Linked DNA regions of Mus musculus: regions 1 and 2 are each linked to region 3. Evidence: chromatin contacts called from public Hi-C and HiChIP or PLAC-seq data. All regions are on one chromosome and are shown on one strand. Each heading gives the region's core, a stretch centred on a gene start, on an enhancer-like site or on the middle of the called end of the contact. The rest is flanking DNA. Distances are from core to core; before and after follow the strand shown.

Region 1 (4,593 bases), core at 1,792-4,291, 420 kb before region 3:
GGGCTGCCCCTTTCTCCACCCCTCGCTGCGTGGGTCAGGCATGCTCACCCGCGGCCAAGTGGAAAAGCATCCAGCAGCTCTGCCTGCGTCTGCCTGCCCAGAGCACAGGGGAACTCTGGCCAGATGTTAGGCCCCTTTTCCTCCCCCACTTTCCCCCAGGGTCCCCCTTTTATTTTGTTCCCAACAACTGTCCCCTGTTCTTTTTTGTTTGTTTTTTTGTTGTTTTTTTTTTCGAGACAGGGTTTCTCTGTGTAGTTCTGGCTGTCCTGGAACTCACTTTGTAGGCTAGCCTGGCCTCAAACTCAGAAATGTGCCTGCCTCTGCCTCCTGAGTACTGGGATTAAAGGTGTGCGCCACCACTGCCCGGTTGTCCCCCTGTTCTTGATGTGAGCTATTATGATAGGGGTAAGATAGAATCTCAAAGTAATTTTGATTTGCCTTTTTCTGCTGTCTGAGGATGTTGAACATTTCTTCAAGTGTTTCTCACCCATGGGGAGTTCTCTCCTGAGAATTCTGTTTGATTTATACCACATTTTAAATTGGATTATTTGTGGGTTTTTTTTTGGGGGGGGATACCTAGTTTCTTGAATTCTTTATATATCTTGGACATTAAACCTCTATCAGATTTGCAGTTGGTGAAAATCTTTTCCCATTCTGTAGGTTGCTGTTTTAGTTTCATGAGGTCCTATTTATTAATAATCTAGTGCCTGAGCTATTGGTGTTCTACTCAGGAAGTTGTCTCCTACGACAATGTGTTCAAGGCTATTCACTGCCACTTTCTCTTCTAACAGGTTCGGTGTATCTAGTTTTATGTTGAGGATTTTGATCTACTTGGTCTTCAGTTTTGTGTAGGGTAATAAATATGGATCTATTTACACTCTTCTACATGTAGACATCTAGTTAGACCATCATTTGTTGAAGATACTTTCTTTTATTCAGTGTGTATTTATAAACTTTTTATGAAAATCAAGTGTCCATAGGTGTGTGGATTTATGTCTGGGCCTTTGATTCAATTCCATTGATCAACCTGTTTGTTTTTATGCCAATATAGTGTGGACTATAGCTCTTCATTACAACTTGAAATAAGGGATGGTGGTACCTCCAGAAGTTTTTTTATTGTTTAGGATTGTCTTAGCTATCCTAAGTTTTTTGTTTTCCCATGAGAATTGTCATTTTAATATTTGTAAAGAATTGTGTTGAAATTGTGATGGGGATTGCATTGAATCTGTACATTGCTTTTGGTAAGCTGGTCATTTTTACTATGTTAATCCTATTGATCCATTAGCAAGGGAAGTCTTTCTATCTTCTGATATCTTCTTTAATTTTCTTCAAAGACTTGAAGTTTTTATCATACAAGTCTTTTACTTGCTTGGTTAGAGTTACCCTAAGCTATTTCATACTGTTTGAGGGTATTGTGAAGGGTCTTATTTCCCTGGTTTGTTTGTTTGTTTGTTTGTTTGTTTGTTTACATGATTTATTTGCCAGTGTGTGCAGTGAAGATGAAGACCTGAGACACATACTGACATAAACTTGGGTAGAGCCAAACTTTGGGGTGATAGAAGTTTGCTCTAGTGTTGTTTCCATCTCTACCTCCACATTTTCCAGAACCCCGCAGACATCGACTCTGATGATGCTCCTTTCTTTTGTGAAATCTGCAAACATTTGTTCATAATGGACTCATAAGACTTGATATGATGCAAATGCAGTGTACCTGATGCGCTGATGTTTTATGTTCTATAGGGAATTCTGACAGAACTAGGACACATTGGTTGGTGTCTTTGCCCCACCCTCTGTGTGTGTGTGATAGGGTGTCACTATTGGAGCCTTGGCTGTCCTGGAACTGGATGTAGACCAGGCTAATCTTGATCTTCACAGAGATCTTCACTTGTTTCTTCCTCTCAAGTGCTTGGATTATAGGCATAGACCACAAAACAAAAATCATCTGGGTTTTTGTTTTTTTTGATTTGGGGGTGGATTATTTATTTAGTTTTGGGTCAATGTCTTACTATGAGGCCTTAAGCTTTCTAGGGAGACCTCTGTATATATTTGGTAAATAGTCTAAAACTATTTAAAATCTAAAAATGGTTAAATTTGTGGATTCTAGAACCTACTGATATAAAGAGCCAAGAAGTTGTAACCTCATGAAAAATAGTCTATTGGTGGACAGGCCACTAGTGCGGATGTTGTCCGCTGAGTTCCACATTTCAATATGTACGCTACCTGGCAAAGGACAAAACGTATAGAAAAGGAAGACCCTGAACCTTTGTTACTGGAGGACGCCAGCTACCTTTTCTTTCCTTCAGTCTCAGGGTTTTTACATGGGAGGTGTTTGGAGAGAGTGGTAGAGAGGCAGGAAGAGAAGATAGATTTTTGCTGTGGGCCCTCCACACAGAGCAAACTGGGACTTATGGAAGCTGGAGGTCAAAAAATGGCCAAGACTGACTATGAACTTGTTTTAGGGTCTGTGGCTTGAAGGTGAGGGTATTAAAATTATTTTAAAATGTGTGTTTGTATGTGTGTGGTATGCATGTGCATGTATCTGTATATGTGTGTGTGTGTGTGTGTGTGTACACGCTCTCATGCATACAGGTGTATATGTGTGTGTGTGTGTGTGTATGCATATAGTGGGTATGTGTATAGATGTGTGTTTGTGTACAGGCTGGAGGCCAAAATCAGGTATCTCTATCTCTCTACAACTTTATACAAGGCAAAGTCTTACACTGAACTCAGAGGACTAGTCATCTCAGCTATTCTGTAGCAAACTGCTCCGGAGATCCTGCGTGTCTCACACAGTGAGATGCCAAGTGGGCTGCCACACCCACACAACATTTACTCGGGTGCTGAGGCTCTCCCTGCTCCTCACACTTGTTCAGCAACCACTTACCCACAGAGCCATTTCCCCAGCCCTGGTTATTAAAATTAAGAATTCCTTAAGGGCCCAGATCTTGAAGAATAAATCTCGTCTAAAACCAAGGCACAGTAGCAAAGAGGGTGAACAGTGCAGGCTTTGGGCTGTGCTTTTCTTCTTCTTTGGGTCTGGCTTTGTTCTATAGTGTCAGCAATATGGCGTCTGGCCAGCGGCAGCACATTTTGTAAGCCTGTTCCACTGAAAACTATTACAATTTGGAAAAATTCCCAGTTGCATAGTCCTCCGGAAATGCCGAGTGCTTTCAGAGCTTTGCAGCCATTATCACATCTATTAGTTTAGAGTCAATTCTCTGCTTGCTTCTCTATCAAATTGTATGGCTTGGGCTCATCAGAGGGGGAGAGACTTTAGCTTTGAGGAGACATGATCACATTATCTGTAGAAATCACATTTTCTCTCCACAGGCTTGGACTGCTGCTGCCCATAAGCATTAGCTTTATCATTTCTTTGCTTCAGATGTCCTCAGAAAATGACAGAACAATGCCTTCCAAGGTTCCCACAGTGCAGATAAAGGAAAGTGGGCTGGTAGGAGCATAGGTCACATTGGAACCATTTGGCCTTTGCCTCGTGTGCTTCAGTGCGTTCCTTTCTGTTTGCCTGTCCATGTGTGAAGAAGACATAATTACACCTGCTTCTTATTTGCCTCAGAGGAATGTTCCAGAAACACATTTCAGGATCCTATAAAGTCCCTAGAGCACAGAGAAGTAAAATTACAAGAAAACTCATAGTTGTCGGAATAGTCCTGCAAACCTTGGCTAATTCTATCAGTTTATTAATGAAGATGCATTGCTGTATTATTGCTATATTCAATTTCGTTGAGTGTCTCTGTGCTCTGTGACTTGGTACCTTGGTGCATATGTCTAAGAAGAGAGTTTGCAGGATGGATATTCAGCCAAAAATGAAGGCTTGAAATGGCCCATTTCCTTTGAACTCATTTGTGTTGAGGGTTATAGTGGAAAGGAATGAGCTAAAGAAGGACTACTCGGTGAGCAGCTCTACCCTTCACCATACACATGCTAGGATTTTTCTGGTTCATGGCAAAAAAAACAAAAACAAAAACAAAATCACTTAGGTCAGCAAATATTTCTTCAGGTCAGAAGTGGTTGTTTCATTCTGGTTCACCCTCAGACTCATGCTCAGCTGTCTGTCTTACCACTTGTCTAAGGATGGTACCACCACAGCAGGCTGGCCCCTCCTACACCTACTAATAATCAAGATAATCTTCTGAAGACATGCCTTCAGGCCAGTCTGATCTAAGCAACTCCTCCAGTGATGTTTTCCTATCAGATGACTGTGGGCTGTGTCAATCTGACAGTTAAGGCAAAACAGGGTAGCGACTGTGAAGAGAATCATTGGAAGAAGTGGGCCATTGATTGGGAAGAGAGGGGGAAGTGGTGTCTCTGAGGGGACAAGAGAGGGTAACAGGGGGTGGGCATGTATACAAATGTTACTGTGCTGGTTGGTTAGTTTTGTCAACTTGACACAAGCTGGTGTCATCTGGGAAGAGGGGACCTCAAATGACAAAATGCTTCCATCCTATTACCCTGTAGGACTTCTATGGAGGCATTTTCTTGTTAATGATTGATGTGGGAGGGCTCAGGCTATTGTGGAGGGCCTCACCCCTGGGAAGCTGGCTTCTATAAGAAAACAAGTTGAGCGAGGCACGG
Region 2 (4,208 bases), core at 1,511-4,010, 300 kb before region 3:
TGTACGCAAGTATTTTTCGGGTCTCCGTTATCACAGTGTGCAGAGAGCTAGTAACTCTGATGAGCACCTATTCTACCAAAGTGCTTTTGAAACCTTGGTCCACTGAAGTTCCCACCATCCCCAGAACCTTCTGCCTTAGTCTTATACTCAGAATTACAGGTTACTTCAGCTGTCCTCTGTGGCACATGGTTGAGGAGGAGGGAGAGACACACAAGCCCACTATTTCCAAGGACAGAAATTTCAATGAATATTATTTATAACTTATAAGACTACTGAGTATGGTGTGAGATTCTATGCTTTTGGCTGTTGGCTGGTCTCTCATTTGTGAGTCTTTCCCCAGGATATAGCACTTCACAGGGATCTCTATATGTGGTACTTAGAGCCACTACTCAGGACCAACAGGGTGTTTGGCTAACATACTACTTTGTTGTTTTTAACTCAGCAATAGCCATTGCAGTGCTGCAGATTTTGAAGTCTTTCATCTCATGACCAGGATTTTGGATGCTGCTAGCAGTTTGTGTTTGCCTCTGCCTCCTGGTGAGTCTAGGGTCTCTTGTCATTTGCTGTAATAAGTTTGTTTTTCACATGGCCTCTGCACAGACAGTAGCTCTGAACTTCAGGATGGCACCCGTGTGTCAGCAGCGGGTTGGTCTTGAGGTTGGCCACTATTGGCCAGGCCTCCCCTGACTACTAAACTCCTGTTGCCAGCTCCAGGAAGAGGTTCCAGCCAGTTCACAGCACCCTTACCACGTGTGCTCAGCTACTCATATAAGCGGTCACTTGTTAGATCAGTCCATGAGTGTGTGGAGTAACCATTTCATGCCAGGTAACGTACAAGAAATGAAAACAGTTACAAACACCAGTGGGAGTGGCATACGATGATAGACTTGGCACTATGGTTTTGTTTTGTTTGTTTGTTTTTTTATTGTAATAGGAAGAATCTATAACATGAGATCAACCCTTTTAACACTTTAATGTCAATACAGTATTACCTATAGGCAAGCTCTCATCTTCCGAATGGCCTCTCCTTATAGCCCATGTTCAGCAGCTGCCCCTTCCCATCTTCTTGGTCCTTGGCCCCCACATTTCTATTGTTTCTATGAGTCTGACCATTTTAGACCACTTGCCTCTTCCATGACTACTGGTTTATTTTTACAAGACCAGTGCTCTAATCCCTGAGCTATAAGGGTCACTTATTTTAACCATCATAATACCTCTAGGTCCACTCATTTGTCCTGCATGACAAGATACCGTTTTAAAGCAGAGTAACATTACACTGTTTGTGTATTTTCATTTTATTTACCTGTTTATCAATGGGTGTTTCTATATCTTAGCTATGATGAATTATAGTCTAATGAGCATTAGTGTACAAGTCCCTTTACTATCTTGACTCTCATTCTTTTGGATGTGTAGAATGATTATGGGGTTGTCTTGCTGATCCTATGTTTGGCTTCTGTGAGGTGGCCTGTGCTGTCCCCCACAGTGGTGGGACCATTTCACTGACAGGCAACTGACCATCCACAGTGCACAAGGGCTTCCGTTTCTCCACATTCTCTCCAACACTTACCTCTGCTTTTGTACCCTGAGAGGTGGAAGGTAACATTTCACCATAGTTTTGATTTGCATTTTGCTGATTAGTGATGTTGACTCTGTCTTTCCGTGTAACTCTAAATTAGTCATATTTTCAGGGACTAGAGCTCTGTGTCCGCAGGTTTAATAAGATGTTGTCTTGCTGTTGACTTGTTTTATTATTTTTATGGCCTGGATTTGCAACCTCTCATCAGTTTTCTGCTTTATATGCATTCGCTCCTTTATTCTGTAACTACTTTTAAACTCGGCTACCTTTCTTGCTTTCCTTCACCCTCAGTCCCCTGCACCCCAGTCCCCTGCCCTGTGTAGGCTCAAGTAGCACAGGTAGCTCAGGTAGCTCAGGATGGCATCAAACTTTCGTAGCCAACACTGGCCTTGAACTTCTGATTATCCAAGTTCTGGCATTACACGAGGGTGTTTCCGTACCATACCAGGCTTTTCCTTTTCTATCAAATGCTTATAATTGTTCATGTGACAAGAGAAGAGAGGGCAAAGTGGCACCACTGGTGTGTGTGTGTGTGTGTGTGTGTGTGTGTGTGTGTGTGTTTACAAGGGGTTCATACTAAGCATTTATAAGGGAGATTGCTTTTCAGATCTATGGGACTAGCAAAAATTGAGTTTCATAAGTCAGACATGTAAGTAAAAAAAGGGAGTGAGGAAGTGGCGAGCAGAGTCGTTTGTTTGTTTGTATGATTGTTTTTATGTTTGTTTGGTTTTGTTTGCTTGCTTGTTTGCTGTCATCTCTCTCTCCCTGGCTTCAGCAAGGGCGATATCTCTGAGGACGACGATTAGTGCGATGAAACCGATGGCTAGTTATAGCCACCCACTCTGCTCAGAGCTGACACACAGAGATGAGGCTGTAAATAGGCTACTGCCCTTGATACTGTGCCAATGACGCACACATGAAGGATTGTTGGGGTGTCACCAGGTACCCGACACTGGAGAAGGAATTTTGAACCTGGGAATACGACTCGTGATCTAGTATAAATGCTTTTTCAGGAATAAGTTTTGACTTTATTAGTCTGGGAAAGAATTTCCAAGTCCATGTGAAACTGTGTTGATTAGGTAGTAATACTATAATTTGTTTTGAATTGGGGAACCCAGTGAACTCAATCTGTTTTTAGCCATTTACATCAACTTGAGGACAACATCTGCACGTCATGTGATCCTTGGTGTTGCCAGGAATTATGAGTGACCCAGTGCTCATGACTCATATATTCAGAGAGAAAGTGCCGTGACTTCTCAGAACTCAAACTACAGTTCACTGAGCATAATTTGTTTGACCGTGTACATCCTGAGGACAGGCTGTGATTCTCTGTCATTCCTGCATCCAGTCAGTTGTTGAGCATGTACATGTTATCATGAGACTTTTCCTGTCCTGGCTGGTTTTATGTCAACTTGACATAAGCTGGAGTCATCTGAGAGGAGGGAACCTCAGCTAAAAAATTGCTTCCCTTAGACTAGGGCATGGGCAAGCATGTAGGGTATTTTTTTAAACAATTTTTTATTAGATATTTTCTTCATTTACATTTCAAATGCTATCCTGAAAGTCCCCTATACCCTCCCCTCACTCTGCTCCCCAACCCACCCACTCCCGCTTCCTGGCCCTGGTGTTCGCCTGTACTGGGGAATATAATCTTTGCAAGACCAAGGGCCTCTCCTCCCAATGATGGCCGACTAGGCCATCTTCTGCTACATATGCAGCTAGAGACACGAGCTCTGGGGGTACTGGTTAGTTCATATTGCTGTTCCTTCTATAGGGTTACAGACCCCTTCAGGTCCTTGGGTACATTCTCTAGCTCCTCCATTGGGGGCCCTGTGTTCCATCCAATAGCTGACTGTGAGCATCCACTTCTGTATTTGCCAGGCACTGGCATAGCCTCACAAGAGACAGCTATATCAGGGTTGTGTCAGCAAAATTTTGCTGACATATGCAATAGTGTCTGCGTTTGGTGGCTGATTATGGTTGGATCCCCATATGGGTGGGGCAGTCTCTGGATGGTCCTTCCTTCCATCTCAGCTCCAAACTTTGTCTCTACCATCCAATGGAAAAAGGACAGCATTTTCAACAAATGGTGCTGGCTTACCTGGCGGTTATCATGCAGAAGAATGAGAATTGATCCATTCTTATCTCCCTGTACAAATCTCAAGTCTAAGTGGATCAAGGAATTCCACATAAAACCAGAGACACTGAAACTTATAGAGGAGAAAGTGAGGAAATCCTTGAAGATATGAGCACAGGGGGAAAATTCCTGAACAGAATAGCAATGGCTTGTGCTATAAGATCAAGAATTGACAAATGGGACCTCATAAAATTGCAAAGCTTCTGTAAGGCAAAAGACACCGTCAATAAGACAAAAAGGCCACCAACAGATTGGAAAAGGATCTTTACCAATCCTAAATCAGATATGGGACTAATATCCAATATATACAAAGAACTCAAGAAGATAGACTCCAGAAAATCAAATAAACCCATGAAAAAACTGGGGCACAGAGCTAAACAAAGAATTCTCAACTAAGGAATACCGAATGGCTGAGAAGCACCTGAAAAAATGTTCAACATCCTTAATCATCAGGGAAATGCAAATCAAAACAACCCTGACATTCCACCTCACACC
Region 3 (4,384 bases), core at 481-2,980:
AGTGCCCTGCACGGCTACTCACAGAGTTCCACAAGGAGCCTCTCTGAATCATCGCCATCCAGGAGCGGTTGACTCGACTGCACGCCATCATGTCTTTAAAGGTGAGGTACAAGAAAATCTAAACACAGAGAAGAAAAACATCATTTTGACTGATACCTGAATTTTGGTGTAGTTCTTCCATTGTGTGTGTGTGTGTGTGTGTGTGTGTTAACAGCAATATCTTCTGTATATTAGATAAGGCTAGAGTTACATTTCAAGGGAGGAATGTTTTCTTTGTTTTGGTTTGGTTTGTTTGTTTTTGTTTTTTGTTTTTTTGTTTTTTCGAGACAGGGTTTCTCTGTATAGCCCTGGCTGTCCTGGAACTCACTCTGTAGACCAGGCTGGCCTCGAACTCAGAAATCTGCCTGCCTCTGCCTCCCAAATGCTGGGATTAAAGGCGTGCGTCACCACTGCCCGGCTTCCTCAGACTCTTATAAACATAAATCTGGGAATTTTTTTAAAGCTGCATCATAAACTATATTCTTACAGTGAATTAAACAAAGTACTAGGTGGAACTCTATAATGTAGTCTCTGTTCATAGTTCTTTACAATATTTTATTACTATTGAGCTGCAAACTCTGTAGAAAGTTTTATATAAACCACTTGAAAATATGATCATGTGATAGTTCAAACTGATAGCTACAGAAAGATAGCAAAAAGATGAGCATGCTTGTTTTCTGCATGAAGGAAGTATTCTGGAAGAAAGCTAGTGATCTTTCTCTAAATAGTAGCTAAAACACAGAACTCATTTAATAATTGCTAAGATGAACTGCATTTTCCTAAAGTTATGATATTCTTAGGAAAGCTCAATAAACCCATCTGGTTTCCATCTCTGGATAAGTAGCAGATTGGGAAAAAATATTCTTGATACAAAACATCAATAAATACTAAAACAAATTTTAAACATAACTTGAATTTTTTTTTAAGTAAAGAAAGTTTATAAATCCAGACTGACAAGCACTCCTGGTACAAGTGTCTGGAAGGCAATAGGGATGGTTTCATGACAAATGAGCTCTGTAAGCCTATGCAGACACAGGAGACAGTCACCACACTTATCCAACAGAGGCACATACTACACATTATAATGCCGTTGGAATAAAAATAAACCCTCCCCCAAAGAACTGGTAAGCAAAGACCAGCTGCCATGCCTGCTTTAACTGTTTATGGAATCCACCTGAAATCTATGATCTTTGCAGCTGGATTTGATATATTAGCATGAAACATGGTTCCAAATTGAAAATAACCCCTGGGACATTGGTCAGAAATAAATCATTTTCTCTAAAGAGACACAAACTGGAGCCAAGCATTACAGAACTGCCACAAATTAAGCCCAAATAAAACTAAAGGCTAACCAACACGAGGAGAAAATCCAGTAAGCGTAAACAGAAATGAAAACATCACTGGTCAGACTGTGATCATAAAACTCCTAAGTTTTAAGTTTAAGGTAATCAATACAAGGAAGACAGCATTCTTGAGAAAGATACTGTCAAAAAAGACTAAAATCTAAAATTAAATAGGAGTAAGAGAGAAAGTGCACACACACACACACACTTTCCGAAGAATATTGAAATCCCCAAAGGGGTGGAGGATACAAATAGTTCATGATGAGCAAAGAATCTAACCAGTACATAGCTACCCACACTAACCTTGTAAAACAGTAGTGTGACTAAAGCATTAGAGGAGAGACTGCTCAACAGTTAAGAATGCTTTGCTGAGCCTGAGGACCCAATTTGGGTGGCTTACAACTGCGGGTAACATCCACTCCAGGGGACCCACTGCCCTCTGCTGGCCTCTTCAGCACCTGCACTCTCAAATTTTAAAGAGACTAAACACTAGATGATAATAACCTAAGAATGGAGAGAGCAATCACGACTAAACTATTCTAAATTCGGTTTTCGCTCAGGAAGAAAACTATACCTATTCGTTCACATTGTTATTGCCTAAAAAGTGTGCATGTTGTGCTGGCTTCGGGTTAAGCAATACAAAGAAGTATAGTTCTTGAGTGAGGAGGATCTAAAAACTCAGGAAGCACTCCACACTTCTCAAACTGCCTTCTGAATATTTATATTTACACTCATCGACAAATGCTACTTGCAGGGGGTGTTTTTGTGCACTGTGTATTCAAATGCTAATATCTGCACCCAGAGACCTGGATGCAGCCAGGACTTGCTATAATATTAATTTACATATATGTATAATTAGATATTTTCTTTATTTACATTTCAAATGTTATCCCCTTTCCTAGTTTCCCCTCCGAAAACCCCCTCCCCCCTCCCCGTGCTCCCCAACCCACCCACTCCCATTCCTGGTCCTGGCATTCCCCTATACTGAGGCATAGAACCTTTACAGGACTTGTCCTCTCATTGATGGCCGACTAGGCCATCCTCTGCTACATATACAGCTAGAGCCACAAGTTCCACCATGTGTTTTCTTTGATTGGTGCTTTAGTCCCAAGGAGCTCTGGGGGTACTGGTTAGTTCATATGGTTGTTTCTCCTATGGGGCTGCAGACCCCTTCAGCTCTTTGGCTACTTTCTCTAGCTCCTTCATTGGCTATTGTCCTTATTAAGAAGTATTTCCTGACTCGGTTTTTGTTTTGTTTTTTTTGTAAAACATTGTTCTTCATCGTCTTCTGATTGGTCAATAAAGAGCTGATCAGCCTATAGCTGACAGGAGAGAAGGCGGGACTTCCGTGCCTTGAAACAGGCTGAGGTTCTTGGAGACCAGGGAGTCTACCAGAAGACAGCGAAGCCAAAGTGAGAGGAAGACTGCATGTAACCCCTCGTGGCTCAGGAAGTAGGCCTGGGCAACATAGTCGGGTTAGAATAGATCAGAATCTGCCCAGCTGTAGTGCTTGAAGCCTTTAATAACTATCAAGGTGTCCATGTCATTATTCAGGAACAAGGGCAGGTATAGAAAAGCCGGAACTTTTACAGCTACTCTTGGCCTTAATGAGAGAATACTTTCTAGTGGACACTGGTGAGCACAGAGATTTCAAAACGATGAGAATATGTGATGGCGGAGGGCCTATCCCTAATCAGTGTATTTATACCACGCTCTCAGAGGATGCAGCAGAAGAGAGGCAGGAAGAATGCAAGAGCGGCAAGATACGGAAGGGCGATGGATAACTAACTCCATCTGGGCAGGACACGGACTCTCAGCAGCTGCAGATGTCTGTGCGGGGTCTGCACAAAAAAACGGGCCTGTCAACACCTAGGCATGGGCGGAACAGCTCAGGCGCCTCCAGTCACCGCTGAAGTATTTGCTACTGATACACTCAGGGAGAGGGACAGCCATGCTCTTCAGTTGTGTGTCCACTAGTGGCCTCACCTGTGGATGGTTCCAACCTAGTGTTCACGCAGATGTCTCTGGGTAAACTGAGCGGGTCATAAAACAAAGGCAAAAGTCATGAATCTGGGGAAAGCATGTGGTAGAGATTTCGAGGGCAGGGTTAGTAGGGACGGGAGGCAGGAGAATGTGAAAGAGAGTACTAGAACACATTACATATATGTAAGAAATTTCAAAGAACACAATTATTTTTTTAAAGAAGCACATATTTTAAAAACGAGTAATCATTGAAAAAAACGGCAGGAAAATATTGTATATTTTCTAAACATAAACGTAGGAAAAGTGTTAAAACTCACTTTTTAAAAAGGCATGAAGAAAAAAGTCTATAAAATACAATATTTTATGACTACCTATAAAATGAAATAAGAACCCACGAATATCAATAGTCACATGTGGTTTTTTCTTTTTTCTAAACAGAGTCTTATGTAGCCCAGGCTAGCCATTCCTGATCTTCCTATCTCAGTCTCTCCAATGCAGGGATTATAGGCGTGCTGATATCACTACACTCAGGAAAAGTCACAATCAGTTATTGAAAATTCACCAGTTAGAAGACAAAAATCACAGCTTAATAATGCTTTTTGCTCTGATATTTTCCTTGAGTACTAACATCTCATTTTTATTCATTTGGCTTACTATTATAATTTAGGTAAATTTTAAAATCTTATGAAAAGACATACTTTAACTAATAAAAGCAATTATCCAGACACTTCACTAGAGATGTCCAACAGTGCATGAGTCCCCACAACATGGCTGCAGAGCCACCAGGAGAGCCTGACTGACCCATAGTGATGACACCTCGGTATCTGGTAGATGGGGGTGGGGAAATCAACCTCTCTGCATCTCTCAGCTCTTCTGGAAAAGGCCCTGGCTGGCATGATATGGGAAGCTCACAGTAAGAGGTGAGACAGGGGCTGGAGAGATGGCTCAATGGTTAAGAGCATGGACTGCTCTTCCAGAGGTCCTGAGTTCAATTCCCATCACCCACATGGTAGCTCACA

What was found. Hi-C and Micro-C count contacts between places; a contact is called where the count stands out from the background. HiChIP or PLAC-seq counts read pairs in DNA pulled down with a chosen protein or histone mark.
Region 1: an H3K27ac HiChIP or PLAC-seq map of the NIH/3T3 cell line shows a contact between it and region 3, with 3 times the contacts expected there. The contact joins two enhancer-like sites. A contact is called at or near these places in 6 of 39 promoter capture datasets (3T3-L1-derived adipocytes, cranial neural crest, embryonic stem cells and 3 more), 1 of 484 Hi-C or Micro-C datasets (the C10 cell line), 2 of 115 datasets of contacts at active chromatin or transcription factors (the NIH/3T3 cell line and embryonic basal ganglia) and 1 of 9 other capture datasets (adipose tissue).
Region 2: a Hi-C map of muscle stem cells shows a contact between it and region 3, with 3 times the contacts expected there. The contact joins two enhancer-like sites. A contact is called at or near these places in 1 of 39 promoter capture datasets (embryonic stem cells), 2 of 15 datasets of contacts at CTCF or cohesin (the NIH/3T3 cell line and large pre-B cells), 18 of 484 Hi-C or Micro-C datasets (B cells, CD4 T cells, the CH12 cell line and 13 more), 5 of 115 datasets of contacts at active chromatin or transcription factors (embryonic stem cells, fibro-adipogenic progenitors, heart atrium and 1 more) and 3 of 9 other capture datasets (adipose tissue, embryonic stem cells and liver).

What each region holds. Positions count from the first base shown.
Region 1 is chr5:21,166,075-21,170,667 of GRCm38.p6, forward strand. No RefSeq gene overlaps it. Among named protein-coding and RNA genes, the nearest start is that of Gsap, 18 kb to the right of the region's middle. Within about 2 kb of position 3,042, at least 51 of the 459 cell types and tissues checked have an H3K27ac peak or open chromatin away from gene starts, as enhancers often do. A contact at or near this core is called in the NIH/3T3 cell line, where this site is marked.
Region 2 is chr5:21,281,066-21,285,273 of GRCm38.p6, forward strand. It overlaps Gsap (gamma-secretase activating protein), which reads left to right. Exons shown (of 31, transcript NM_175437.3): 25 at 1; 26 at 443-537. Among named protein-coding and RNA genes, the nearest start is that of Fgl2, 90 kb to the right of the region's middle. Within about 2 kb of position 2,761, at least 35 of the 459 cell types and tissues checked have an H3K27ac peak or open chromatin away from gene starts, as enhancers often do. A contact at or near this core is called in bone marrow-derived macrophages, fibro-adipogenic progenitors and muscle stem cells, where this site is marked.
Region 3 is chr5:21,585,176-21,589,559 of GRCm38.p6, forward strand. Fbxl13 (F-box and leucine-rich repeat protein 13) reads right to left here. Exons shown (of 21, transcript NM_001199632.1): 8 at 23-118. Among named protein-coding and RNA genes, the nearest start is that of Lrrc17, 44 kb to the left of the region's middle. Within about 2 kb of position 1,731, at least 40 of the 459 cell types and tissues checked have an H3K27ac peak or open chromatin away from gene starts, as enhancers often do. A contact at or near this core is called in the NIH/3T3 cell line, bone marrow-derived macrophages, fibro-adipogenic progenitors and 1 more, where this site is marked.